Linked DNA regions of Gossypium arboreum: region 1 is linked to region 2. A link is a contact called in public Hi-C data. All regions are on one chromosome and are shown on one strand. The core of a region is the stretch at or near the end of the contact, and the rest is flanking DNA. Distances in the headings are between cores, read along the strand shown. Region 1 holds the start of LOC108485529 (gamma-glutamylcyclotransferase 2-1). Region 2 overlaps LOC108486243 (L-arabinokinase-like).

Evidence for each region. Hi-C and Micro-C count contacts between places; a contact is called where the count stands out from the background.
Region 1: a Hi-C map of leaf shows a contact between it and region 2, with 3 times the contacts expected there. The contact joins the promoter of LOC108485529 here to the enhancer-like site in region 2. A contact is called at or near these places in 2 of 5 Hi-C or Micro-C datasets (both in leaf).

Annotation. Positions count from the first base shown.
Region 1 is chr6:89,686,064-89,691,486 of ASM2569848v2, reverse strand. LOC108485529 (gamma-glutamylcyclotransferase 2-1) reads left to right here and starts at 1,559. Exons shown (of 9, transcript XM_017789381.2): 1 at 1,559-2,111; 2 at 2,720-2,846; 3 at 2,934-3,010; 4 at 3,245-3,301; 5 at 3,525-3,581; 6 at 3,684-3,724; 7 at 3,847-3,918; 8 at 4,049-4,128; 9 at 4,275-5,277. The coding sequence starts at 2,738. The coding sequence ends at 4,456.
Region 2 is chr6:89,201,779-89,207,148 of ASM2569848v2, reverse strand. It overlaps LOC108486243 (L-arabinokinase-like), which reads right to left. Exons shown (of 30, transcript XM_017790194.2): 26 at 4,356-4,556; 27 at 4,009-4,174; 28 at 3,404-3,475; 29 at 2,629-2,832; 30 at 2,212-2,522. The coding sequence ends at 2,403. Among protein-coding and RNA genes, the nearest start is that of LOC108486243, 12 kb to the right of the region's middle. Within about 2 kb of position 1,673, at least 2 of the 2 cell types and tissues checked have an H3K27ac peak or open chromatin away from gene starts, as enhancers often do. A contact at or near this core is called in leaf, where this site is marked.

The sequences.
Region 1 (5,423 bases), core at 310-2,809, 480 kb before region 2:
AATTCTAGAAAAAAATATGTAGATGTAAATATGAGTCTAATTTCAGGGAAAAATTACGAAACTGATTTTCGAGCTTTGAAACTCAAGATATGATTTTTAAAGTGACAGTGACGCAGTAACCAGCTTGTCTGGAAATTTTTTAAATGGACTGTGAAAATGATTAAATTGAGTTGTGTGCACCTTGTCTTCGACTCCGGTAACAGACTCGGGTACGGGGTGTTACAGTTGCCCCACTTTTAAAATTTTTTACCTTGGACGACCAACATTTAAAAAGTGATCGTTAAGGGAAAGTGGGTGTGCTTTTCATTTCTCTCTAAAAAAATGGCCTATTTCGCTAAATTTTCAAAAAAATTGGCTTATAAGCCTAATTAAAAAAAAAGTGGCATATATGGCTAGTTTAGCCTAGATTACCTAGCATTCTACTTTAGTATTAAAGGAGAGCTTATGTAAGCTCTCTCTAGGAGATTTCCTAGAATTTCCACCCATTAGGAGTCAACTTATTCACTCTTTTGTCTCAGTCTCTTGGAAATTGTTAACTCGAAACAGTTGCATAGAGATAGACTATCATAGTGAATGAGGGACAAATGAGTGGGCACTCCTTCAACGCTAAATGAAAAATGGTAAACACACATAACACAAAAGAGTTTTTTTATGCAATTTGGTTCCCGTATGTCTGTGGAGCCTAGCTCTATGATAAATATTCACTCTCTTCAACAATTACAACAAGTGATCCTATCCTATCACACCTCGTGACAATTTTCCTCACATTTGTATCTTGAAGACTCAATACTCTCACCACTAAATTCACCCTTTATGAATTCAACAAGTAAAACCTTAACACAAGGGGTTTACTCTCAAGAGGCACTCATACAATAGGGTTCCTCACAAAAACAACTTAAGTGCTTAAGTCTCTCTGTACATTAACCTATACAAGTCTCTAAATTAAATAGATAATTTCAAGGCTTACTAACATAAGAAGATATATCACAATCCAACTAAAACAACAAAAAGATAAGCTCAATACAATAGAATAATAGCAGGTAATGTAAACATGGACTCTTGGTAGCCAAGCAATCACAGTTTCAATCCAATCCAATATCCATAATCCAAGGTATTAGATGGGGTGATTCAATTTGATCCAATCTCCAAAATATGTTTTCCCAAGTAACATGATTTTTATTGATGGCTAAATATAATCCTTATACTCAATAGAACCCAAAAAATATCGTTCAATAAATTACCAACGTCTTAAATATGAAAATTGTCTTTACATAATTTTAGTGGCCAAGGAATGGGCATTCCCTTTACGCTTAATTGTCAGTTTCATATTTTTTAATAGTAAATTTATAGATAAAGTTGCTTCAAACTTAATTTAGATGTCTTTTTCCATGGACAATTCTAAAAGATCGAGAGCTGAAGCCGAGACTATCATAAAAATTGAATTATCAACTTTTATAGACACGTCCCAAACGTATAAACCTTGCCAACCTTGAGATTGATTATTATTGTTGTCTAATGATTCAAGTACTAAAATTATATTTCCACATGCAATAAATACGTGGATGTTTTAGCAGGATGGGAAAACAATTTTCAACCTCCGGTTTTTTTTTTTTTTGTGCATTTGTAATATTCCACCGGAGTCTCTATCCCCTTTACTGTGTTGGCAGAGATGCTAGTGGAGTTTATGTGTACCGAGCTCTTTGACTGATTCCTTTGAATGTTATGTTCGCTCCTTTTTCGACAATATATATAGACATAATTGAGGGCATGAGGTTGTGGGCTTCTTGCTCAGCCAGTTGGATTTGAATTAGCATTTCCTTTCCTAATTATTAGGCAGTGACAGCTATAAATACCCTGGAACATGCCATCGCCGCCTCCTTCAGTCCTCTTCATCTCCTTTGCTCTTTCTATTGGTCTTGGAAAATGGAAGCCTCCAAGCCTAGGATCTGACACAAACCAAAACCCTAAGAGAGAGCGAGAGAGAGAGAGAGGACCACGCAATTTTAATCTATAAATCATCCATCCCCTTCATAAGTTGCCTGCGTCCACCCCTACATCGTATTTTATTCTATCTCAGAGTAGATCACTCTCTTTCATCTATCTAAGTTGTTGTAAGTTCTCTACCTCTTTTGCTTCTTCTTCGTTATAAAAATCCGAATGTGAATTTCATTTCTCTCCTGTTAATGAGAATCAAGAACCCCGAGCCCTCCCTCCTTCCCCCACTCTTTTTTTTTTTGGGTCTTCCTCTCTCAAATAATAACGACGTAAATACTAGCGCAACTTACGTGTTTGAGCCCTTCACTGCTACTCCATATCTAGCCATCACAACAGCAACAATGTTGCTTCTAATTTCTTTCGCCATCCTTTTTTTCTAATAATCGGGACTTCAATCCGCTTTCTTTTCGTTAATAATAATTTTAATATACGGGTTAATTTGTTCATTTCAATCATTTTTCTTTTCAAGTATCATGTGTGCTTATTTAATCTTTTTCTTTGTCGTAATTTGGAGTTTAGGGATTTACTTTTTGTTTTTAACAAATCAAAACAAATCAAATCAAATAAAAAATCTAACACTCTCTCTCCGCTATTTAATTAAACTAATCCAAACGCATTGCCTTGCCACAACTTGGACAATAACCATTTCAAAAGGAACTGCTGTTGTCATTCTATGTTGTGTCTTGATGCCATTGTTTTCATCTAATAATATTAGTGAAAAAAGCTTTACTTTCTCAGGAGTATGGTTTTCTGGGTTTTTGGTTATGGTTCACTGGTCTGGAACCCTGGTTTTGAGTATGATGAGAAAGTCATAGGCTTCATCAAGGATTACAGGCGTGTTTTTGACCTTGGTAAGTATTAATTTTTGGCCTTGCTAAGCATCTTTTGCAGTATTTTTTTTTTAACTGCTTATGCATCTTCTTTATTCTGCATTACAGCATGCATTGATCACAGAGGTACACCTGAAGATCCTGCAAGGACTTGCACCTTGGAGCACATTGAAGGAGCCGTTTGTGTAAGTAGCAGCTGACAGCAACTCTTCTTGTCTTATGATCTCTTAGTTATCAAGTTCGTGCCTTCAATTGTTTTCTTCTGGGTTACTTAAAGTTGTTGCATATTGTGGAGGCTGTCTTAGAGCAAGAGATTTTTATTTTACGTTAATGTGCTCTTGATCATTGTTTCTAATTATTCAGTCTTGCTAAGAGCTTCCTGTTTTCTTTATTTGCTAAGTCTACATTATTTCTTTCAGTGGGGTGCTGCTTATTGTGTTCGGGGCAGTCCTGAAAAGGAAAGAGCAGCAATGCAGGTATCTTGCTTCCTACTTCGCAGGCTGTATAGCTATATGTATTTTGTGTTACAAAAGGAAATTTCTTCAGGCACTTAAAATCTAGTCCCTTTTCGTATCATTTAACAATCAGTCATTTTTTTTATCAAAAAAAAAAAAATTCTGTCATTTTTCAGCATTCTTTATCTCAACTAATTGCATATTACTCAGAAACAAAATGTGTTTTTTATTTCCAAATTTGTAGTACTTGGAGAGAAGGGAATGTGAATATGATCAGAAGACCCTCGTGGACTTCTTCAAGGTATGAGATTTCCTAGGGCTTGGAAATGGTTTTCTTTGCTTGTCTCTTCAAGTTTGTCTTCATTTTCCATGCTTAAGTTTATTTGTGATTGCTTTCAATCAGGAAACAGATACCCTGCGGCCTGCTCTAAGTGGAGTTATTGTGTAAGTTAACCTGCTTTTTAAGTTCTCATGTCCTTTTTTTATCGTCCAGTTTGTAATAGGTTGGAAAAAAGAAGCAAACCTTTAATGCACAACTTCCTTAACAAAAATGTTACTTTATGCAGGTTCACATCTACTCCTGACAAAGTTTCAAACAAGTATTACCTGGGGCCTGCTCCGTTGGAGGAGATGGCCTGGTAGTATCCGAATACTTCCATTGTTACCTTTTCAATCATTTGATGGAAGATTTTGGTGTTAGCTTTATTGTAACATATGCTTGGTACCCTGTTTTTTTAAAAAAAAAACTTTTCTATTAAAAATTTTCAGGCAAATTGCAACTGCTGTTGGACCCTGTGGGAACAATAGGGATTATCTTTTCTTGCTGGAGAAGGCCATGTTTGATATAGGTCAGTCTTGTGGTTTATCTTTGGCCACTTCAAACTGATAGTGAATACATCATTTAACTGTATATGCATGCATAACAACATGTTGAAGGAGTGAATGAAGAAATATGGTTGGGAATTTTTTAATTTTTTATTGTGCGTGGAAACAGGTCATGAGGATGACTTGGTTATAGAGCTGGCAAATGAAGTTAGGAAGGTGCTTGGAACAATGGCGAAGGAGAAGAAGCTAGTAGGTTCTCCTCTCAAACCTCTTAAATCCCAGACCCAGGCACAGATCCCATCAATTCAGTTGCATCTGCTTCCTCCGGAAGCAGTTGCGATGGATTTATAGCTGTCGTCTTTGTAACCCAAATATGAATCACTCACGCTTATATTATTCTTGGAGAGAAGGGTTTGAGCTATTCCTTTTTGGTAAGTTGCCCGGCATTTTTAGTTTAGAACCAAACTGGCCTTGCCATGATAACTTTATTTCTTATTTATTCTTATTGTTGTTGTTGTTTACTTTAGTAATAACAATAACAATATAATTGTTATTGCGGTGGTGAGAATTCCATTGCATGCTTGTGTTCTATATGTGGGTTTATAATTTGGATGTACAGACACAAAATGTATAATTATGTTTCAACAATAATGATGATTGATAAGCTTGGCCCTACCTTGCCGCGATGCTGCATTATTTGCGGGATGAATTCTGCTGTGTTGGTTGAAAATGGGATGAGAGCATTTCTTGCAATTGGCCAGTGATATATAATGGTTGATGTTCTAAAGAAACCCAAAATAAAAATGCTCGCTGGATTTTTGGGGATTTGGCATTGTCGTTTTCATTTCAGATATCTCATTAAAGAAGCAGCAGCAGGGTCCAACCGCCAAAGATAGCAGCGAGATGAAATTCATGAAATGTAATTTTTTTAGTGAAAGATTTATATTTGCCACTTGTATCTAGTGAGATGAACTAGAGAGATCATTGAGGGATGCATATATATTTGTTTCATATTTCTAAAAGTTGTAATGGTGACAGTTTCTACTTTTATTTTCTTTACCTTGGATGGCCATAAGTCAGATGTTACGTGTTTAGGTTGCCCTAGTTAGATTGGATTTTGAGGTTTTATATATGTTTTATGATGCTAATATCACTCATGAATGCTTTGACAAGTTTTACTACATTTTGACTATATTTTATGAACGAATGTGTTGGGCTTTAGCTATTTTTCGAATATGTTTTATAAGAATCTAGTTTGGAGATATTCTGGGAGTTGTTTTCGGTAATTAAAATATTATTTTTAAGTTTTTAAAGTTTG
Region 2 (5,370 bases), core at 424-2,923:
AATAGAAAATAAAAATTAATGAATTGAAAAAAAATGAAATTATGCTTCTAAAAATATTAAAAGAGTCAAATCAAGAAAAATCAAAATTCAAGCTCAAGTTTTATCTTTGCAAATAAGATATGAAGTAATACAGCTTTTTCAGTTGAAGTAGGTATCAACACAAGCAAACAAATATTATGAATTTGAGAACAATTCTATTTTTGCAAATCCAAACAATACACCATGCAAAAGTTATTTACTATCAAACAGTTTTCTATTACCAAAAAGTAAGTTAATGTAGCAACTTTTGAAAAAAGGGTTGGGGAAGATCGACAAGGGTGAAGTTCTTAATTAGGTGACAAGAAACAGACCAGACGTCAAAATTATCAGCAGATAAAATCCAAATAAACATGTAAGAGTAAAAACAAATGGTCAGATGTAGCAGGCTACCAAATTAAAAATGGTCAGATGTAGTTGGTTTATACAACTTTGTGCTAGATTTGATAATAGTTTAGTTGATGCAATGGAGATAATTGAATTTTTTTTTTCAACAAATAGAATCCAATTCTTAATGTAACCAACAGATGCATTCATGGCCTTAACCTCTAGAAATTAATAAGCAATTCATATTTTAATTATTAGCAAACAACATAGGAGTCTCCAGTAATGACAATACGATGCAACTAATTTCAAGGTTTAGCTATAAGCAACAAACCAACTATACACAATTACACATCTCCAACAACAATCCTCTTGGATTTTTTCAACCAGCTTTATAAAGCCTAATATTTTGACAATTTGTTGACAGGTCATGCAAATTAACTGTTCACAATATATGCTACACCAAGCATCATCTTTGGAATTATTGATTATAAAGGATTTTTTTATTATGTATTGCTTGCTAATTTCCTCACGCATACATCTATGTTCTCTTTCATCTCAATACACAAGTATTCTCAGTTTCGAAATTCTCTGATTTCTACACCATTGATCCTATTTCAAGGTTTTATGATCACAAAGGTAAATGCAGCTGATCTTTTGTAGAAATCCAATTGCATCAATCATTTTAGCTCTTTAATGCAATTATTAACACAAACATGTCCATATAATTCCTACTGCTACTAACACCAATAACTTTCATCCTACCTCTTCACTACAAGATTACTAATATCATCAATATCTAAAGTTGAATGCAAAGCTCAGAATTTATCATGCAGGCGGCAATTGTAGTTAAGCTGTAAAACTTACACTTCTGGACAGTAAAGAAGGGATAATTATACTAAAAATTTACTATGTGAAATTTTTTACAAATTAGAACATATCTATAATATCACTGCAGCCTCAGTTCCAAAGTTATGTTTCTACCACTGAAGGAGTTCAAGATGGACCACCTAAAAAGCTATCTACTACTCAATCATCTGCGCATTATCACCGGTATGTTCGTATGATACGGATCTCAGGAATTGAGCTCGTTATGTTGGGCTTCAAGACGGCTGAGATTGTGCGTTTTTTGGCGGAGGTCGAGCTGAAGCTCGTGGATGTGCTGGATATAGTATTGCTGGAGCCCTTCCCCTTGCTTGGCGCCACTCTTGGCGGTGCATGTCTCTTTTGTTGACGCCGCTCGCTTCCTCTCGATATCTACCATCAGCATTGAGTATTGTTGCTTCTCAACTATTGCTTTTGCACCAAAGCTGGAAAATCCAAAGAGCTTGCCAGTTTTGGAGAAAATGATGACAACAACCTCAGCATCACAGAGAATGGCAAATTCTTTCGATGGGTTCAATCCATGCTCAACGTACCATAGTTGAATATCAAATTTAGTTGGTCAGTTTCCCCTCTTTAAGAGCTCAAAGGAAAAGGGTTTTTTTATGAAGATGGAAAACACGAAGCTTTTGAGAGAGCAAATCCCCCCCTTCAGGTCCTTAGAACTGTATATAAAGGGACTTTATTCCTGATTGGATTGGATTTCTCGAGTTGAATTTCGAATTGAGTTATAAAATAATTCTATAAGATAAAGTATTTTCCATCTTCCTCAAATTGCCTTAGAAAAGACAGCCGACAGCCGCCCAGTACAACCCTTTCGTTTATTTATAGCAACGATAACCTGGTTTTGAGTTGGTTTATTATACAAATCACAAATTTATTATAAACCAATTCGAATCGTTTTATAACACCGAGGGAAACAATTTCACAACTGCTCATGCAATGGATAAAATAAACAAAGAGAATAAATTCAATTAATGGTAAATATTAACTTTAAATAAATATCCAGAGATTGTTGCTTAATTTATTTTTAAGGAAGATACATCTAAACCAAATAGCTGAGTTTATTTGAAAATAAATAAATGGAAGCGTTATACATCTAAACCAAATAGCTGAGTTTATTTGAAAATAAATAAATGGAAGCGTTGGAAGGCAGCAGTTTAGGATTTGGGAGCGATGCTACGTCGAATTTTTAAATATCCAAACTTGCCTACACCAGGGGATGAACCTTCAAAAATGAAGGGCAAATATCCTGTTGCTTTTTTGTACCTTTGCTGAATCTGGAAATATAGTAATCAGATTTGTTAGATACCTTCCTTTTAATACTAACAATTAATGTACCATATATGAACGTCTAGCTAGCTATATGTTTTCACTTCAACTCACCTCTAGAATGTGTTGGCTGCTTCGGAGACAATTTCTTCCAACTACGCAAACTGTTCCACCAGAGCCGCCACCAGTAATTTTAGCTCCATATAGAGTTCCATCATCAACTCTAGAGGCTTTACCATGCTGCATCTCCTGCACCAACTGTACCAGTCTATCTGTCCCATCGGAACCGAGACCACATGCACTATAGCTGTAGTGGCACTGCAAAAGTGGTATGCAACTACATTTCATCTCTTCTTTCTTTTCACAGAAACATCATTATTGCATTGTTTAAAACCAAAATAAAGAAAAACATCACCAAGCGTGTTTACCAAAGATGAATACTCTAAGTCAGGATATATGTTGATAGGACTACTACCTCTTGATATTATATAGGTTATCTATGGTTCAGCTCCTTTCTTCTTGTTTTCTTGAGAGAGTTGTGTTTGATAAATTTGTACTCTTGATGTTAGTTATTCATAGAGTTGAAGCACTAGTCTCTCAATAACTAATATGAATTCAATTGCAATTAAAAGATATTGTATCCATTAAACAAATAATATTTTCTCTTTTGTTTCCTTTTCATTAAAAAGTCAATCTAACAGACCCCAAGATTTGGTCCATTGGCCAAGGGTGTTCACCCAATACCTATGTCATGGGATTGAATTGCCTGCTAGTGATGAGTGTGACATTGATTTGATCCTACCAATGGAGCTTGAATTGTACCCAGAAGAAAATCTAACTAACCTATCAATTACATAGACAAACCTATTAAAAGACCTTTAGCATATACCTGATACAACAGCTCTCCAAGTGCCGTAAGTTGCTCATTTGAACTCGCAGATGTCAGTAGTGCCTTAAAGGCCTACACATAAATTCACAAAAAATAAATAGAAAACATGTTACCAAGGAAATTCAGCAAATAATTACCAAGGGAAACATACATGTCTACATGTGTCTGGTAATTTGGAGGCCCAAGAATAAGAACATTAATGGATAAAAATTAACTATTGGTAATCAACAACTAGATTAAAAGCTCAGCCACCTTCGAGTACTCCAGGATTGATTTTCAGTAGGAGCAGAATATGCATGTAAAGAGCGGAGGAGGAAATAGAAAGGTTTGAAGAAAACTTACAACAGAAAATTTAGACAGGACCCTGAAGATGTTGTAATATTAACAAAATGGAAATACGACAATATCAACTTAAGCAAGAGTAAGACCAATGCATCAAAAATATTCATAGTGAAGGACACATTTTACAGTTGGAAGAAAATAAACATGACAGTGATTAGAAAATTTTATCTTGCAAAGACACAGTAATTCAATCAATATAAATCAAAATTCAAATGGAAAGTAAATCGATTGTAATCCAATAAGCCGCCAGATCAAAAACCTACCTTGACCCTAAAATTTTCATATACAGGATGTTTAGCAGCAGCTGTTACACTATATGTTCGTTTCTTATCGATTACTGTAACTGTATCACCATGATCAACATATTTCTCCAAAAACACCTCACCAAGCATTGATTGAGGAAGTAGATTGGCATAAAGAGCTTCGTATCTGTAGCACAAGACCAAATGAAAAGGAAGAACTTGCCAGCAAAAGAAACACAGATCTTCAGAGATCATACTAACAGTTACAGTAATCCAAAAAAAAAAAAAGGGCTGTCAACTCTTGAGTTAATTAGGCTAAGTAAAATCTAGAAAAGATGAAAGGAGAAAGCCTCATAAAAGACAGTTACCTGTGAGGTGACAAGTTGCATAAATAATCTAATGAAGCTTCGGCTTCAAGTAATTCTAGTCCATCATTGTCCACTTCATCAGGGGATGCCCCATTAGCAGTAGACATTGATTGAGACAACCTAGTTGATGCTGTAGCTTTTATAATCTTTCGACCCATAAAGGCTCCTATTCGAACAGATCCATAGTCTGCACCTCCAACACTGCATATATGAAAAAAAAAAAAAACAAACAGATACTAAGGAATGGGAATTTCTGTAACAAGGGAAAGGTCAATCCAAATAACGGAAGGTACTGGCAACTATAAATGCATTTGAGTAAGCAATGTTTCAAAGATCATGGACGACCATAAGGTATTCAATTTAAGCACGTTTTAGAGATATATATGGAAGGTAACAGACTTTAAATTATATTTCTTTTAGGGATAATATAATTTTTGACCCCTGAACTTGGCAACTAGGTCCACTTTAGTACTTGTAATTTTTTTTTTTTTTTCACTTTGGTACCTAAACTTGGCAACTAGATCTATTTTTCTCCCTAAACTTAGATTCCGTCAAGATTTGATGCTGTGACAAGTGTTCTTAGAATAAGACTGGACTGGTTGGTCAGACCAATTGGACCGAGAACCAACCAGTATACTGATCCGAAAAAAGGGGTTGAACCAATTGAATAAAAAACTACTTGAAACCAATAAAAAATCAAAATTGGGATGAAAACCAATAGATTTTTTTTTTTTTCAGAAATTGGGATAAACCAATAGTTGAACTAGTTTAATAATTTCTTTTTTTAATTTTTATGAATTTTTAATTAATTAATTAATTATTATTCGTCTAACAGTTGAATTGATCAAACCGATTGATTTGAGAACTAGTGGTCTAACCAGTTCAACCATGGGTTTAGTTATTTGAACACTAAATGTGACACACTCAGATTGTATGTCATCACCTGAAAATTTATATAATTTTTTAAAATTTTCAAATGATGATGTGGTATAGTCTCAGAATGTCATGTCATTTA